2 separate regions of the Oryctolagus cuniculus genome follow, and region 2 is linked to region 1. A link is a contact called in public Micro-C data. All regions are on one chromosome and are shown on one strand. The core of a region is the stretch at or near the end of the contact, and the rest is flanking DNA. Distances in the headings are between cores, read along the strand shown. Region 1 has its middle 94 kb from the start of MARCHF5. Region 2 overlaps CPEB3 (cytoplasmic polyadenylation element binding protein 3).

Region 1 (3,554 bases), core at 937-3,436:
AGGGGCAACCGGGACAGAATCCAGCGCCCTGACCGGGACTAGAACCCGGTGTGCCGGCGCCGCAAGGCGGAGGATTAGCCTAGTGAGCCGCGGCGCCGGCCTGGAACTCTTTCTAACCAGTCGGGAGCTGCAGTGGCAACCGCCAGCTGTGATCAGCTTCTGAAGTGGGAGGGGTGACCCTCTGGAGCTGAGCCCTTAACCTGTGGGTCTGACACCCATGCCAGGTGGTGTCAGACTGAATCGGGATGGCCATTGGTGTCCTCTGGAGAACGGAAAGACTCCTGCACACCTGCGTCACAAGTTCTGGGTGCAGTGTCAGTAGAGAGAAAGGTTTTTTAAGTTTTACACGACGTGAGAGCCCGCGTAAGAAAGTGAAGGCCCAGAGAAGGAGGTGGCTCCGTGAATGTTTTTATGCAAACTGCTGAAGAAATGGCTACTCATGGAGAAGTCCGATTGGATAGAAAGAAATGTGGGATCCAATGGTAATGAACTACAGGAAACGTGGCCAGGTCTTTTAAAAGAAAGAACACCTCCTTGTTATATCTCTATATCTTTTTTTTCTTTTTAGAGAGAAAGGCAGGCTGACAGAGACCTCTTATCTGCTGGCTTACTCCCCAAATTCCCACAACAGCTGCGGGAGCTGTGGGTGCTAGGAACCCAGCTACTTGAACCACCACTGCTGCCTCCCACAGTTTGCATTGGTGGGGAAGCTGGAACCAAGTTAAGCCTCCAGCGCCGGAGTCCTAGCTGCACCACTTCTGATCCAGCTCCCTGCTAATGCACCTGGGGAAGCAGAGGAAGATGGCTCAAGTCCTTGGGCCCCGGCACCCACGTGGAAACCTGGAAGAAGCTCCTGGCTGCATTTGGATTGGCCCAGCTCCTGCTGTTGAGGCCATTTGGGGCGTGAACCAGCAGATGGAAGACCTCTCTGTCTGTAACTCTGTCTCTCAAATAAATCTTAAAAATTAAGAAAGGAAGAAAGAAAGGAAGAAAAAGGTAAGCTGCTAACCAGGAAGAAGTATTTACAATGCAGACAGCACACAAAAGAACTATACATGGGACTGTCATTGTGGTATAGCAGGTTAAGCCTCTGCCTGTGATGTCTGCATCCCACATGGGCACCGGTTTGAAACCCTGCTGCTCCACTTCTGATCCAGTTCCTTGCTAATGCACCCTGGAAAACAGAAGACAGCCCAAGTTCTTGGGCCCCTGCATCCACATGGAAGACTTGAAAGAAGCCCTGGGCTCCTGGCTTCAGCCTGGCCCAACCCCAGCCATTATAGCCATTTGGGGAGTGAACCAGTGGATAGAAGATTCATTCTCCCCCCCACCCCCTTCTCTCTTTCTCTCCTCCTTCTCCTCTCTCTGTAACTCTGCCTTTTAAATAAATAAAAAATGAATCTTAAAAAAAAAAGACTATACACAATATCTCCAAAAAATTCATGGAAAATACATATTACAAAAAACTTACGTATGAATTTCAAAGTGTTTTTGCAACAAAATTTTTCTTTTTTTAATGTGAAAGAAAGAGACCTTCCATCCACTTGTTCATTCTTCAAATGCCCGTAACAGCCAGGGCTGTGCCAAGCAAAAGCCAGGAGCCTGGAATTCCATCCAGATCTCCCACCTGGGGGGCAGGGACTTGAGCCATCACCTGCTGCGTCCCAGGGTGTGCATTTTCAGGAAGCTGGGGTCAGAAGCAGAGCTGGCACCCAAACTCAGTCACTTCCATGTGGGATGCTGGTGTCTCAGGTGTTGCCAAACACTGCACTACACACCTGCCCCGAAACTTACCCTTTAATTCTGTTTTCCACAAACTTTTGAAAGTGCCTCAAGTATAAGAATATATAGTGAAGTCTAAAAATTACAATAGGGCAGCTCAAGAATTTGGTAAAAGAATAGATGTTTCACTAAAGAAGATACAGGCAGTCAGTAGTTAGTGTCCAATTGAGATACTGAAGATCATTGGTTCTCACAGAAGTACAAAGTAAAGCCACAATGAGAGGTACAACTAGTCAGAGGTGGTGTTTGGCCTAGAGGGTAAGATGCCTGCACCCGAATTGGAGTGCCTGGGTTTCTCACCTGGGTCCGTCCCTGCCTCCGGCTTCCTGCTGATATAGGTCTGAGGAGGCAGCTCCAGCAATTGGGCTCCTGGCAGCCATGTGGGAGGCTGAACTGTGTTCCCAGCTCCCAGCTTTGGCTGCAGGCCATCTAGAGAGGGAGCAAGCAGATGAGAGCTCACTCGGTGTCTCTGACTCTCCAGTAAGTAATTTTTAAAAAACATTTACATATTGTTAGGAGAGAAGATCAGCAGTTGTCTGCAGTCTGGTTCTGGGGCATGGGACCAAAGGACCTGAGATAACTTTTTAGGAAAATGCAAATGTTCTATATCATAAAAATTAAAAGCTGGAAAAATATTTTAAGAGCCAAAATGAGATACCGTCTCATGCAGTCTATCATAGCTATAAAATTGGAAATACTGAGACTACCAAGTACAAGCTTCTTGCATTTTTCAGTTATTTTAGGTTTCTGTTCCATCTGTGGAGCTGGAGCACTTGTTCTGTACTGTAGCTGGAGAGCGTATTTTGGAGAATCTTTCAGGGGCATCTTTGACTTAGTGTTCTAATAAAACACATTTTCCTGAACTTTTTGAAAATTCTTGCATGCCTGAACTTCAAGGGTTTTTTACACCAAAACATTTTAAAATTTCCATGAACTTTTTTGGAGTACCTTGGTATGCGTTGTGTATTATGTCTATGAAAAATTACATTTGTGAGATTTACCTGTTTGTTGTGTAAGTAACTATAGTTTTTTCCAGTTTTACTAAAGTATTCCGTCACATGAGAATATCATGATGTATCCATTCTATGTAAAAGCATATAGGTTCCCGCTTCTGAGTTATTTAGAAATAAAGCTGCTATAAACGTTCTCTAACTGTGCCTTTGGGCACATGCCTGCATGGATTTCTGTGAGTGCACATACGGGTGAGGTTATTAGGTCATAGTGGAAGTGTGCATGTTCAACTTTAGGAGTTATGCCAAGAACTTTTCTAAAAAGTCACCAATTTGTAGCCTTTCCAGCAGAGTGTGAATTACAGTCCTTAATAGAATTAAATGAGAAAATACATAAGAAAGTTGTCTACCTATACATAAGGCATTAAAATTACGTTGAAACTGCTGGACGGTTTTGCCCAGGAACAAGGCTGATTGTGTATGTGTGTATGTCTCCATACTGTATGTGTGTGTGTATATATGTGTATGTGTGTTTATATTGTGCTCGTGTACTTGTGAGTGTGCACGTGTGTTTGTGTATGATGTGTGTACACGTGTGTCTGTGTATTTGAATGTCTTTGCTCAGCACTTTCTGCCTCATCATAGGGAGACTTGCACAGGAAGACATTTTGATAGATTTTAATTTTTTATATTGCCAGAAACTCCTTGATTTCCACCCGGAAAGGCATAAAAGGGCCCTAGGAAGTGTCTGTCATTTACCTACATAGATGGTTCTTTTTACTTTATGATGGTCTTAAGCAAGGACTGAGTGTTCCATATTCA
Region 2 (3,152 bases), core at 537-3,036, 280 kb after region 1:
ATGAGAGTTTTTCTCACTACCTCTGTAGTTTCCTGTTACAGGAACCAGTACCGCTCAGCTTTTCTTCTGTTTATAAAACTCCGGCAAGGTCCTTCTACCATTCAACCCTGGTATCTGCTGCAAAGCTATTCCCCACCCCACCATGCCGCCTACCTTCTACTCGGATACTGATTCCTGTGGAATTATTCTGCATGGTGGTTATTGTAGCCTGGCTGTAGTTCAGGTCATCTAACTTTCTCCCTTCCAAATAAACCAAACAATGGACGTATTTGAGGGAAATGGATTTTGGGGATCACTACCCAGAGGTAGAACTGAATCTTTTGGACTTAATACCATGCAAATGACCTGAAAGAAATGGTCATACCCAAAGGAGGTGCTGTCCAGTATCAAGTAAACAAATGCCTTCAGCCATTTGGAATGCAGTAAGTATTACACGTCTCTCCTGGGTACCTTTATAACAGGGATGATTTTAGAATATCTGGCCTTTGGAATTGTCCAGTTTCTAAATGACTACTGTTTGAATGTTTTGTAAATATGCCAATATGAAGGCATATTTAGAAGAAACATGGCAAAGAATACAGATCGGACCTTTGACTCTATAGCAAGGTCTGGGATGAGTGTAGTTTTACCACTTTTGTGGCAGTTTAGTGCTTCCTGGAACATTGTAAGTGCTCAATAAATGTTCATTGCTGCTGTTAGTTAATTATTTGTATTATTTAAAATTCAACATGAGAGGTACTATGGAGATTGCTCAGTGGACTAGAATACACCCTTTAAAAATCTTCAGATTTTTTTTCAAATGTAGAGAGTAAGGTTGTAAACAACTACTGTAGTTGAAACAAGGAATTAATTCCTTCTGTAACTTTATCTAACAGTGTGACATTACTAATTGGTTTCAGACCTAGAAGTCAGTAAGTAGGACTGTTTTTATTAACATGTTAGGGTATCATGAAATATTTTGCCTACTCAGAGCCATTCTAATGGGCTAAGCAGGTAGAGGTTAGAACAAATAGATTACTGATAGATCATCCCTTTATATTGTTGCTAAAGTTCTGATTATGCAGCTCTTGTGTGTGTATGATTGTAAACTATTAATTTATTTTCATCTCATTTAAATATACCATAGGAGGCTCTCCCCTGATTGAGTTATGAGACTGGTGTGGACATTCTTCATGAAACTTAACATGGGTTTTCCTTTTCTTAATTATACTGCATGATCCTCAAGTAATTCTTCCTCCTCCTAGGCAAGGGTACCTCCCAGGCATTTACACCTGGCTCTGTTTTATTTTCTTGCAGTTGAGCTGGCGATGATCATGGACCGTTTGTATGGTGGTGTCTGCTATGCTGGTATTGATACAGACCCAGAGCTGAAGTACCCCAAGGGTGCTGGCCGTGTGGCGTTCTCCAATCAGCAGAGCTACATTGCAGCCATCAGCGCTCGCTTTGTGCAGCTCCAACACAATGACATTGACAAACGGGTAAGCAACTACTCAGAGCAGAATTGTAGAATCGCTGTGGAAAGGAAATAGTCTATTCTGTGGCTCCCTGGGAAGAAAAGCACCTTGTCTTAAGTGAGCAGCTCTACCTCGCATGGCCATTAGTCCATGAGCTCACTGCCTAAAAAAGAGAGCACCCTTGGTATTTAAGGTGTTAATGAACCTTCTGCCTCACCCATCTCCAGGGTGATGTCACGCATATGAAAATAGCCCTGCTGAATTTAGCATACCAAGCCAGTGCTGTTCGAAAGATGATGCTAGAAACTAGAGTGAGGGCTGCACGTTGCAGAGGCGTTGTAGCTCCAGAGTTTGTCAGAAGGCGTGTGTGGGAAGGGCCTGCCTTTTCCTTGGCTGTAGCTCAGTCACCTCCCCAGGATTTCTCTACAGTGGAAGCTTGGAGTGGGTGGGTGCTGAAGATGGCCCTGGGGCCTGATGATATGGGGCATCTAGGTTTGGACCCAGGATAAGTCAACAGGGTAAGCCCTTGGAACTATGACCTGAGGGGACAGATGTGTGATGTCACTACCTTGCACAGTGCCTCAGAGTATGTGGTGAAAGCCCCATGGTGCAAGGTTCCAGCTTCTCCAGATTGTAGCTGCAAAGATGAGAAGATCTAGGGGGTGTGCAAGCTACTGTGGTCTGGGCACTCCTCAGATCCCCTCCCAGAGCCTCAGGCTGAGAATGACCAAGGTTAAAGAATTGCTTGCAGCAGTCTTGCTAGAGCTCTTAAGTCTGGCCTTGCTCCTATCAAGCTGTACGGCCCAGGGCAGCTCGCTGCAGCTCTCGTGGCCTTGGTTTCCTTGTCTGTGTGCTTGCATCTCACAACCTCATTCCCTGAACAGTGTGAAGACCAAGTGCCAGTAATAGTGAAATTCCCAATTTTAGCTTTGTTACATAGCAGTGCTCTGCATTATTGGTTGATTCTGAATAGGAACTGTCAGACTCTTACATTCAAACAGCATTAAATGAGAACAACATTAGGCTGGTTTTACTTCTCATGTAAAGAAGAAAAATGACCCACTGTGTCTATTTGGATAAGCCAGTTGGTATTTTTTAAAAATTCACATGGTTAAAAATGTAAATTTGTAGAATGGAACAAAAAATGGAAATTAACAGCCTTCTCAAACAGTTCGTCTTCCAGAAAAGCAAATACATTAGTTTCTTGTTTCCTTCCCTTAAATATTTGTCCCTGTGCCATAATATACATATTTTTAATTTACCTAAAAATGATAATTATCATGTTATTCTGCACCTTACATTGTTAATATATTAAAATATTATATATTTTTAAAAAGTGATGCTAAGAGTGCCTTAATGAAGGTTGCGAGCTGTTGACTTGTACTACATAGCACACTTAGAACAAATAAACTTGGACTTTTAAATTTCAGGAGTATATATATAAAATTTTTAATTTCTGCAAGAAATTCTCTGCCGGACCATACATAGTCGAAGTTACTGGAGCCAGATCAGTTCTGTACCTCTTAACAGCCTCTCCAGCTCCTTGTGTGCCAGTAGCTTTTGTGGACAAACATGGTTTTAAATCCCTTAAATCCCAGCTCTGCCACTATTTGGAAGCTTCGGGGAATGGAAGATGGTAGGAGCTAATCTGGGAGCTAAGCTAGTAGATGGAAAGAGTAGATGGGAGAATAGCACCAA

The links. A called contact is a pair of places that touch in the nucleus more often than the background predicts.
Region 2: a Micro-C map of ear pinna shows a contact between it and region 1, with 4 times the contacts expected there. The contact joins two enhancer-like sites. A contact is called at or near these places in 3 of 6 Hi-C or Micro-C datasets (ear pinna, psoas muscle and an unstated tissue).

What each region holds. Positions count from the first base shown.
Region 1 is chr15:38,148,640-38,152,193 of mOryCun1.1, forward strand. No RefSeq gene overlaps it. Among named protein-coding and RNA genes, the nearest start is that of MARCHF5, 94 kb to the right of the region's middle. Within about 2 kb of position 2,187, at least 1 of the 8 cell types and tissues checked has an H3K27ac peak or open chromatin away from gene starts, as enhancers often do.
Region 2 is chr15:38,433,340-38,436,491 of mOryCun1.1, forward strand. It overlaps CPEB3 (cytoplasmic polyadenylation element binding protein 3), which reads left to right. Exons shown (of 10, transcript XM_070057623.1): 9 at 1,297-1,478. Among named protein-coding and RNA genes, the nearest start is that of BTAF1, 140 kb to the right of the region's middle. Within about 2 kb of position 1,787, at least 3 of the 8 cell types and tissues checked have an H3K27ac peak or open chromatin away from gene starts, as enhancers often do.